Linked DNA regions of Mus musculus: region 1 is linked to region 2. A link is a contact called in public HiChIP or PLAC-seq data. All regions are on one chromosome and are shown on one strand. The core of a region is the stretch at or near the end of the contact, and the rest is flanking DNA. Distances in the headings are between cores, read along the strand shown. Region 1 overlaps Notch2 (notch 2). Region 2 overlaps Gm5544 (predicted gene 5544).

What was found. HiChIP or PLAC-seq counts read pairs in DNA pulled down with a chosen protein or histone mark.
Region 1: an H3K27ac HiChIP or PLAC-seq map of the HPC-7 cell line shows a contact between it and region 2, with 11 times the contacts expected there. The contact joins two enhancer-like sites. A contact is called at or near these places in 2 of 39 promoter capture datasets (macrophages and neural stem cells), 24 of 484 Hi-C or Micro-C datasets (the AML12 cell line, the G1E-ER4 cell line, LSK cells and 17 more), 17 of 115 datasets of contacts at active chromatin or transcription factors (CD8 T cells, the HPC-7 cell line, the NIH/3T3 cell line and 12 more) and 2 of 9 other capture datasets (bone marrow-derived macrophages and embryonic tail).

The regions. Positions count from the first base shown.
Region 1 is chr3:98,062,082-98,067,707 of GRCm38.p6, forward strand. The region is part of intron 2 of Notch2 (notch 2); the gene reads left to right. Among named protein-coding and RNA genes, the nearest start is that of Gm40103, 39 kb to the left of the region's middle. Within about 2 kb of position 1,495, at least 197 of the 459 cell types and tissues checked have an H3K27ac peak or open chromatin away from gene starts, as enhancers often do. A contact at or near this core is called in CD8 T cells, the HPC-7 cell line, LSK cells and 8 more, where this site is marked.
Region 2 is chr3:97,930,282-97,935,689 of GRCm38.p6, forward strand. Gm5544 (predicted gene 5544) reads left to right here. Exons shown (of 2, transcript NM_001033779.2): 1 at 1-69. Among named protein-coding and RNA genes, the nearest start is that of Gm5544, 2.8 kb to the left of the region's middle. Within about 2 kb of position 3,165, at least 135 of the 459 cell types and tissues checked have an H3K27ac peak or open chromatin away from gene starts, as enhancers often do. A contact at or near this core is called in CD8 T cells, the HPC-7 cell line, LSK cells and 8 more, where this site is marked.

The DNA of each region.
Region 1 (5,626 bases), core at 245-2,744, 130 kb after region 2:
TGCTGGAAGATAAGGGCGCTCACGACATTCCATTGTAAATAAAGCATGTGTTCCCATCTCCTCACTCCTTATACCAGCCTCCTACAGAGGGTCGAGTTGCTGTGAATGAGTGGGTCTGAGGTCGTGCCTCTTCAGCCTCTTCAGTCTGGATGTGTTAGCATCAGTGTGCTTGTTGCTTTATTCAGATGAGGGGGTGGAAAAACCTGAGCACCTGTGAACCAAGCGAGGTGGGGCTCCAGAAGACGAGCCCTGGCCTCCCGGCTCCCATGTCGGTTTTTTCCTGTGGGAAACTTTTAATTTGGAAGCATTCAGCTAATGTGGGAATCAAGATTAACATTTTCTGAAATACTTGTACAAGAAAGGCAGAAACGTGCTGTCCAGGAAGCAGATTTACATAGTAGAAAAAAATGCCTGCCTTGCAGGGTTTGGTAGTCTTTGTGTGTCAGATGTGAGTGTGTGTGTGTGTGTGTGTGAGAGAGAGAGAGAGAGAGAGAGAGAGAGAATGTGTGTGTGAGAGAGAGTGTGTGTCTCTCTGTGTGTGTGTGTGTGTGTGTGTGTGTGTGTGTGAGAGAGAGAGAGAGAAAGAGAGAGAGAGAGAGTGTGTGTGTGTCTGTGTGTAGGGTTGATTATATACAGGTCTTTGTTTCCTTTACATCAAACCAAGAAGGCCCTAGAAAGCATGTTTTACCACAAACAGCCTGTTTGGGGCTCCACTCTGCACACCAGCGCTTCCCCTTCTTACTAAGGAAGGTGTACTGTTTCTTTCTCTGGTTTTCTTTATTTCCCTTTCATTTCTGGAAGTAGCAGTGGGGAATGAGTGGGAGTGGGAACATGGGAAGATGCATGTGATATGATATGCAGCTTCCATTTTCTCTAATTACTAGGATGTTAACTAAGTCTGTGCTTAAAACAAAACAAAACAAACAAAAAACAAACCACAGCAACAACAAAACAGTCAGCAGTGAGCACAACCCATTTAGTTTCTTTTGCATAGAGTCACAGAGTTAAGAGGCTGAAGGTCTAGTGAGATGTGGGGCTGAAGTTCTTGAAATGAGGGCCATGTCAGGTTGCCCAGTGGCCTGGGCTATTGAGTACAGCAGGGGCATTTTAGGCTGGAGTCTGAATGCTTTGGGGCATCTAGATGTTTTCAGCCTGGCTTTGGGAAAGTTAAAAGGGAACTTTCACTGGTTACGCTAGCTTCGCCTGTTAGCAATTAATTTTATCTACTTTAACAGGGGAACAGGAACAGGGTAGGGGTGGGTGGCGGTGGCAGGAAACCTGGCTGGCATCATGGTCACAGGAAAGAACAGACTGATTTGGGGCCCTTCAAACTGTAGACCTTTGTTACTGACCAGTGTTTAATTTGGTTTGTGGGTTCTGTTAGCTCCCACCCCATTCACCTTAATGGCTGTCTCCGTCCTGGGCTCAGCAGAGGCTGGCTGCTGCTGTAGAGTGGAGGGCTGAGAGGCCCAGGGCAAGAAGAAAGTGGGCTGAAAGCTGCGTTCTGTTTAAAGAATTTTCTGCTGGAAACCAGCCCAGAGGGAGTCAAGAGGAGCTTTAATGAGGAGCAGCTGCGCTGCGATCAGCCCACAGGAGACATTTTCCCTCCATCCCACATTCTGCACAGGTTTTGAAAACTCAGGATTTTGAAATTGCTGTTGTGTGAAGAATGCCCCTCCCTCTTGCGTGTGGTGGGGCTTTTCTTTGTTGTTGTTTTTAATGACCAGATCCTCACCAAAAGTAAAAATAAAACTCCTAAAAACAAAACCAAAAGGGTTGCAGTAGAGCCTGGGCACAATTTGGGCTCACCCTGCTGCTGAACATTTGGTGGGGAAAGTGGGGGAGCAAGCCCTGGGGTTTAGTTGGAAGAGACGTTGTTTCCTTCTCAGACTTCACCCGTGTTGGAGCTGACAGAGCCTCTCACTGCTCTTGGCGTTTCTCTCGATGGGTGGCTATTCACGTGGGAAAGTTTTCTGCCCTGTATTACTGGGGAGACAGCTATTGCAGATAGACTATAGGTGGGAACTGCCATTCACGTCCCTGCCTCATGTCAAGAATGCAGGCCTGTGAGAGGCAGGGGCTGTTTCAGCGAGGGGGGCTGTACTGGAATCCTTTCGGATGGAATCTTTTCTACTGCGTTTCTCTCTTTCCTGCCTTCACCCTGTTCCACCATGTGCATGTGAAATGAACAGTAGGTTCTTTTGTGTCATCAACAGTAGACTTTTAAGAACTAGGTAATGGATGTAGCCGTGGGGACCAGGCAGCAAGCACCTGCCTGTGTCTGTGGCCTTGCCTGCTGTGCTCATCTCTAAGGACAGAATAAGACCCGTGGCTGCCTGGTTCTGCTGTCTTTTACTTAGCATAATATTTCCAGTGTTGTAGGATGTGACAGGAGTCTATCTCTTTTCACAGACAAATAATATTTTATTGTGTGGATATAATGGCTTTTATTTCTCTACTCATCAGATGGTGGGCATTCGGGCTATTTCTACCTTCAGCTATTATGAGTCATGCTGGCATGGACATATGGACGAACTTTTTTTTTTTTTAATGAAGAGTGCTAGTATGAACATATACTTTTAGTTACTGTGGTGTGTGTGTGGGGGGGTGGGGGGGGCAGAATTTTAGAGAAAGATGTATCTTATAATGGAAAGACCAAAGAATGTTAAAGCAGCAAGCCAGTAGTTTTACTTAAAAAGTACATTTGCTACATAGTGTTCTCAGTGCTGTGATGATGTGAAGACCCCAGGAGGGCAGGCACTCATACTGAGTCTGTGTCAAAGAGAGGGGGCCAGTGCTGTGCTCCCGAATCCATGGTGAGCCAGCTCTGCAGTCCAGGCGGCTGGTTCTGGGGCACAGGCTCAGCAGCACCAAGTGACCACTTAGTAATGGAAGTGTAGTCAACATAGTAAAGGCCTGCCACGGGCGTGTGTTGGTGCAAGCAGGGCCTGGTGATTGCCTCTTCGGAATATTTTAGAAATGCTTATGGCATTCGATAGAAATCACCTTAAGGTGCCTTAAGGTTCTGCTATTCAGGGATGCGTGGAGGTGGGAAAAGAGCCAGTAACAAGATGTCTGGCCTGAGGCTTTAAAGATGATCTGAATTGCTATCAAGAGGGAAACTGTGAACATGAGTGATAAGCGTTACAGGAATTCGGTTAACAAGACTTGTCAGACACAGCAATTATATATAACTTCAAGGGATTAAATAAAAGTCGAATTATGACCCCTAGAAAATTGGAAGAGCTGAAGTTTCATGGAAAAATGATGTTTTCCTAATGTTTGTCTTTAAGTCATTGGCAGGACATAGTATGATAGGTGAATGGTTTAGAAAGCTAAACTGGTGCCCTAGAGTGGTGTCCTTTGGCATCTTTTGTGTTTAAATCATTGTAAAATGACAAACATTAAATGTATAGTAGAGAGAAGAGCAGTGTGGCCCAGAGTTGAATTGAAAATGACCATGATGGAAGAGGAAAGAGGTAGACTAACTTTGCCAGGTCTTGTGAGAGACATGGTCACATTCCAGATGGTGCGGGAAGTGACCCGCACAGCTTCCAGTGGGAATGGGGACTCACTTATAGTGAGCAGAGAAGTGTCAGCTAAGCCTGACCAAGTCGGAACTCTCAGAAGGTGATCATGGAGCCTGCTGGGCTGCAGGCTGTGTTCTGAGAACTGCGGACGGTGTGGATGGAGAGAAAGAGGACTGTCTGCCCAGCGTCCGAGAAGCCTGTTTGTGCACAGGATGCCTCCATAGAAGGAAAGGGCAGAGGGACTTAGTTGAAAAGGTAAGTTAGAAGAGACCTGCATATATTTTAAGCTAAACACAAAGACACAGAGGAATGGTAAACTCAGGACATTTTAATTAGGAAATTGGATCTTCACCAATAAGAAAGTCTAGTTTCATATAAAGCGAGGTGGTTCTGCCCATGGGCTTTAGAGGCCTCTTTTTTTTGTTTGTTTCCATTTTATTTGATGTTTCCAAACGTAAAAAAGAAAGTCAAGATTCTTACAATTCTTACAACAGTTCGAATACAACCCTCTCAGATGAGACCATGCAAAGCAATTCTTGTACACATACCCTTTTCTCTCCTTCACCTTTGCTGCTTCATACGGTGTGACTGACAACTGGATGGCTTGTCCTTGGTGGGAAAATGCCATTTCTTTACACCACCACCCAACAATTTCTACTTTTCTGCAAGTCAATTTTTAACAAGTTACTTTGCTGTTTTCTTTTAAACATTAGGAGGCACATGGAACTGCTGTGTGTCATCCCAAGGATTCTGGAGAACCCTGACCCTGCACCTCGACTAAGGGCTTCATGTCCTTGCCAGCTTGCAGCTTCCCTCCGTCGTTACTCCTTATGCCCTTAGGTGTGGCAGTACAGGGTCCCTTGCCGCTCCTTGGCTAAGCTAGGGTTGCTTCCATCCTTAGGACCTTGGTGCTTGGTGCTCTGTGTCCCTTTGCCTCACACACTTTCCCCTCAGTCAGCAGCCTCGGGTAAAAGGTACATTAGGCAGAAGGAAAGCTAAATCAGGAAGTGGTGTGGGGCTGGAGCAATGTCTCAGTAGCTGAGAGCACAGGCTGCATTTGTCATGGACCTGGGCTATTCCCTAGCACCCACAGAGTGGCTCATAACTACTGTAACCCCAGTTCCAGGAACTCATCACCACACTCTGGGGAACCCTGACCCTGCACCACGACTAAGGCCTCATTGCCTTTGTCTCTGCTAGACTTTACATCTATGAGCACAGAGGTTTTTCCAGCACAGTTGTTCCTCAAATCAGCTGGGCATTGGCTCCAGGAATCCCACAGTCTTTGGATAAAGTTACACAGTCTTTTTTTTTTTTTTTTAGAATTATTTCTTTATTTTATGTATATAAGTTCGTTGTACCTACCTTCAGGTGCACCAGAAGAGGGCATCTGGTCCCATTACAGATGGTTGTGAGTCACCATGTGGTTGCTGGCAATTGAACTCAGGACCTCTGGAAGAACAGTCAGTGTTCCTAATTGCTGAGCCATTTCTTCAGCCCGACATAGTTTTTTTTTATTCAACCTGTGCATAAACTCCCACATTAAACCATCTGCATATTACTTTTAATGCTTAATATAATGTTAGCACTGTGTAAATAGCTGCCATGATATATATTTGGGGAATGGCAAAGCAACTGAACATGGCTAGTGCAGATGCCATCTTGCCCATTTTTGACCTATGGTTGGTCGAGTCCTTGGATGCGGAACCTATGTGTATCCATGACTACTAGGAAAAAAAAATAAAAAACAAAAAACGCCTGGCACACAGTCAGTATTTGCTAAGCGTTTGCTCTAACAGTTAATGAATGGGTTTAATATTTTTTGTACTAAACTAGTATTCTTCATCATCATTAATGTCATGATTAATAAGCATATTGGATGCTATTAATAGGCTCCATGTCTTCTCTACTGAGGAATTGGCAAACTTCTGCAAAGTTCCAGGGACTAAATATTTTTGTGGGCCATGTGGTCTCGCTGTAAATACTCTACTCTGTTGTTGTGGCAGCCATGGCCATCTGCAAATGAGCAAGCCTGGCAGATCTCCAACGTGACTATTTATGGATGCGGAAATGGGAATTTATATATTTTCCAAGTA
Region 2 (5,408 bases), core at 1,915-4,414:
ATAGTTGCTCTCTGTTTGAGGGGAAAAAACGTTCAGGGAGAAGCGTCATATGTCAAGAGGACCCGAGGGGTGAGTAATTTCCCTCTCCTAATAAGTACCATAAGAGCCGATTTTGAGCGCGATGTTTTTCTGCTGGCTGTTTTGAGACAGGATAGGAAGGCTATCAGGCAGCTCTTTGATTCCTTCTGCCCTTGTCTGTTCATTTCTGGGTTTGCTCTTCTGAAAAATACTGCCCTGGTTTCCACTCCACCCCCAGGTCAGAATTTTCTTTCCATTTCGGATAAACCTCTTCCTGTTCTTGAGAATTGCATCCCATTCTTGGCGTAATCTAACCAACATCCTCATGCTGGCACCAGAGAGCATATAGGCCGTCACTGGCTGGCTGATGTTCTCCTGGGCTGGCTGATGTTCTCCTGGGCATGGAATAAGTCGCCCGATCCCTAACCTCAACTCTCTTTGGCTCTCCTCAGGCTTTGTTTATTCATAGCTACCTTTCACCCACACCCCCTCCACCCCAGTTGGGGTTAGTGTGAAAGGGAGTCGGATGAGCTAATGAGCTGTGTTTTTTCGCTGTTTCTAATGGCGCTTGTCTTCTGTAATGGCATTGCCTCACAGCAGATTCAGAGCGCTTTCCCTAGGAATGGTGAGGACACCACCTTACCTGGATGGTGAAATCCAGCGAACACATCAGCCTTTATCTTTCCTCTGGGCAGCGTTGGATGCTGATGACCACATCTGCCTTGACGCACTCACTGTTTTCCTTTGATTTCCATGCACTGCTTTGCTTTGCTTTGCTTTGTTTTTGTTGTTTTCCACCTTAGCCATGGCTCATCCGCATCCTTTGCAAGTTTCTCTTCCCTTATAAGCTCCTGCAGTGTTGCTGCTAGAGATCCTGTACTGTACCAGCCGTTTTACTTCATATCTTCAAGGGAAGTCTAGCCCTCCCATAGCACTATGAGATCTATATATCAATAGTAGCTTCCCCAGAATTCCACATCTATATATTCAGTTTCCACACAGAACCCCACTTGGGAATTCTGAAACCTTATTAGCCAACTCACTCCCCCAAAGCTATTCTTCCTGTAGTGCTTGTCACCCCAGTATATGCTATATGCCAGCTTACCTAGTAGCCTGGGACTCACCCTTGATTACTCTCCAAATCCCATCAGCACCACATTCAGTAAGACATCCTCCTTGAGCACCCACATCTCCCACTGTTGCCGTCGCCATCTGGTCTGTGTGTGCACTGTCTGCACGCACTTGGGGTTCTACCTTCTGTCAGCCTCTTGCCTGCTGTTTTTCTCTGCTTGCTTTCTATCGGCCATCAAGATGTCGTTCCCATAACTGATAAATCCATGTCTTGTTTATAGCCCTTTGGCTTTAAAGTGACCTCTAGATCTTGTCTGAGGTTAACAGCTCATAGCTCTTCAGCAGCAGGGCTGTGCCACAGCCAGACTACACCCTGCTTCCTCTTCTAGATCTCCACAAATGCACTTTCCTTTCCCTGACACATTCTACCGCAGGGCCTCAAATGTATCCAGACTGAGTTCTAACCTCACAATGGCATTGATCTGGATCAGAACTGAACCTGGACGCTGAATTTTTAAATAACTCTATGTTAAGATCATAATTTAAACTGGGTATGTTGATATATGCCAGTAAGTCCAGTCGCTGAGAGGCAGGGGTTTTGCTGGATTGCAGCTAACATAAGCAAATCTTGACTCAAAAAAGGAAAAGGAAAGGAACCCCCCACTATAATGCACATGAACATGTATTTAACCAGGTTCACTCGGGATTGATGTTAGCACAGCTGAATGCAGCCAGGGAGGAGGTGACTTTGAAGTACACTCGAAGGCATCCTTGTTCCTCAGCACGGCATTTTATCTTGGGAATTGTTCTTCTTTCCAGCTAGCTTCTACCCCTCTGCTTACCTCCCTACCCTCACCCCTGTCGTCCCACACTTAGCCCTACATGGATCCAGTTTGCATGCTGTGGTAGCTGCTGTGAGGCTGCGGTTTATTAGGCTCAGACTGCAACAGGAAGGCATTGAATCGAAAGCAGAGGGGAGGAAGCACAAACCGATACCCACCACAAAGCTGCTGAGTGCCCGGCGTGACCCAAGACGCACCCTCTGGTGAGGGAGCAAGAAGCCACAGGGTTTAATAAATCATCACCTTCATCTACTTCCCTCACAGCCTTCCTGGGTCACCGCAGCATAGAGACAAAAAGCCACTGGTGGGGGGCAGGGGGGGCGGAGAAATGGCGACATGGTTAAGATCACTGACTGCTCTTGCAGTCCACATAGTGGTACACAACCATCTGTAATGTGTGTGTGTGTGTGTGTGAGAGAGAGAGAGAGAGAGAGAGAGAGAGAGAGAGAGAGAGAGAGACCCTTATACACATAAAATAATTTTTTTTAAAAAGAAAAGGCACCAGAGATATAGAGACTAAGGGAAGGTTTCAGAAGCAAATGGCTGTGGACCAACTATTCATTGCTAATGCCTTATTCTAGCCCAGCTCTGAGTTCAGGCCAGCCCCGAGGATGAAAATCTGGGGAGGGTATTGGTTAATCGCTCTCAGCCTGTGCTGATTCCCACGTCCTTGGTAAACCTTCGCTGTCTGTCTACCTGAAACGCTGTTTGTAGTGATGCAGACTCTTTGTATCTATCGGGTTTCCTGACTAACGGGAACTCCCATGTTCCATGTGCGTGCTATACCCTGTGTCCTAGGTGAGAACGCTTATTTCCCGGTCCCTCCTTCAGTGGGGAGAGAAGAGAAATGGGAGGATCAAAAACATTTTGCGTCTGATTTTACCACAGCCTACCTATGTGTATTTCTTCCCCTTACTATCAAAAGTGATAATCCCAAAGCCTGGAGTATATGGCAGGGCGTGAAAGGTATGGAATGCATACTTTAAGCACCAGGAAGGCTGGGAAATCCCCAGGGTGCACAGCACAGCGTCTTAGAATTCACCTCCCTGGCTACCTCAGAATCCGGGAGGGGAGAGCCGGCCCCTGCTTTTGAAGAGTCAGAACTCAGAGAATCTTTCCTCCACCTTCTCAGTGTGGAGGAAAGGATGCTTTGCTTGGCTAGAAGTAGGCTCTTGGGTCTTCACAGGGTGCCAAGCTCACACTTCAGAGAACAGAACAGGAAGTGCTGTTCACGCAGCTGGGAGGAGGGCTTGCTTGAGCCTGAGCCTGTTAAGTTCCCCTCTCACCCTTTGACCCAACCAGGGCTGACTGGAGGCTCACTGGGGAAGAGATGAGATGTGCCCTGGGGTCTCGCTCGTCCCTTAGCTCAAAGCATGTTTAGCTTTCGGCTTCTGACCCAGCTCTGCCAAGACCCAGCTCAATGCTGAAACTAAAATGGAGGCATCTGGGACATAACATAGTGGGAGGTCAGGGAGACGTTTTTTGGAGAAATGGGTTTCCTTTTCTGGCATTAGCGTCTTTACAAGTGGTAGAGGTGTCTTGGCTTTAGCAACTTTGACAGCAGTGAGTTAGAAAGGCTCTAATAAGTGAAAGAATGGAGTCTGTAGTCAGGGAAATGTTTGAAATTCCCTTTCCCTTCCTCTTGCTTCCCAACCTCCCTCCTTCTCTCTCCTTATTCCTCATGGCTCTCTTCCTGTCTTCCCACCTTCCTTCCCACCTTCTTCAGGGAAGAGGGGACTGGGACTGGGAGGCACCAATTCAGCAAGCCTCAGTCTGGGCGTGTGCCTAGGGTTTACCCGCATGCTGCAATAGTCGAGTACATCCCTCAGGCGATGTGTAAGAATCATGAGTGCTTCCTCCAAACTGCAGTAGCTGGGTGACTGTATCTGTCACAGATTATGACCAGATGAGTCCATTACGTTCTTCTTTTTTTTTTCTTTTTAAAGATTTATTTATTTATTTATTTATTTATTTAGTATATGTAAGTACACTGTAGCTGTCTTCAGACATTCCAGAAGAGGGAGTCAGATCTCATTACAAATGGTTATGAGCCACCATGTGGTTGCTGGGATTTGAACTCTTCAGAAGAGCAGTCAGTGTTCTTAACCTCTGAGCCATCTCTCCAGCCCCCCATTGCAATCTTTAGAAAAGAAAAATTCATATGGGAACAGAGAATTCCTGGGCTGCTCACGGAGGCAAGGGCTTGGGTGCTGTGCATGAACAATAAAGAATAGATTTCAGTGTTAGTTTTTTAAAGATTTGTTTGGTGTGTGTGTGTGTGTGTGCGTGCATGAGTTGCCAGTAGAGGCCAGAAGAGGGTATTGGATCCACTGGGACTGGTATTACAGGCAGCTATCATCCATCTGATATGAATGCTTGGAACAGAACCCAGGTCCTCTGTAAAAACAGCAGGTATGGAGTTGGAGTGGTGGCTCAGTGGTTAAAAGCACTGTCTGCTCTTCCAAAGCAGCAGGGTTCAATTCCCAGTACTCACATGGCAGCTCAAACTGTCTGTAAGTCCAGTTCCAAGGGATCTGACACTCTCACGCCAGTGCATTTCAAATTAAAAAAAAAAAAAAAAAAAAAAAAAAAAGGCAGCAAGCTCACACTCTTAACTGCTGACTCATCTTTACAATCTCTCTGCATTTTCTTTTATTTTAAATGGGAGGGGCTCTCCTTTCCTCTCTCAACATCTTAACAAGTCACCTCTTACCTAAGGTTTGATGCTCTCATCTGGCAGGAGCAGGGATGGTTGAGTTTCTATTAAAATTAAAACCATATGCCCCAATGTGGCTTTTACAAAGGTTAAGATTACATGAAACCTTTACGCGTGTTATATTTCTAGCTGTCACCATCTAGTAACTGTACAGATGAGTAAGCCCTAGCCACAGCTGTTCTGTCTCCTCTACCCAGTGTCACAGGGCTGTCAGAAAAAGACAGGCTTTGATGGGGAGAGGCTACGACATGTAAGGAAGAGTCATTGTGATGTGCTGGGTGTCTGGACATGCTCTGAGCTTTTAAGGGCAGGGTGTGTGTGTGTGTGTGTGTGTGTGTGTGTGTGTCTGTGTGTCTGTGTCTGACTAGATACAATGAGGCAATGAGATATAATAATACCACTATATTCTTTAACTTGTCCTGTATTCTTGTTTGTTGCATATCCTGTTAGGTAGGGGGTGACACCCGTATGCATGCATCTTGAGGCAGAGGAGGACTTCTTTCAGTACTACCCTCTTCCTTAACAATTCCTTGTTATTTTAAGACACTCTTATTACTAAGCTCATCATTTCTGTGAGGCAGGCTGGCCAGGGCCAGATCTTGGGATCTTTCTGTCTCCACTCCACAGTGCTCAGGTTACAAGCGTGTTCAGACACGCCCTGCCTTTGTTGTTTGTTTTGGGTTCTGATTTAGTTTGGCTTTTCGAGAAAGGGTTTCTTCGGGTAGTCCTGGCTTTCCCTGTCCTGAGTCTTGATCTTTCTC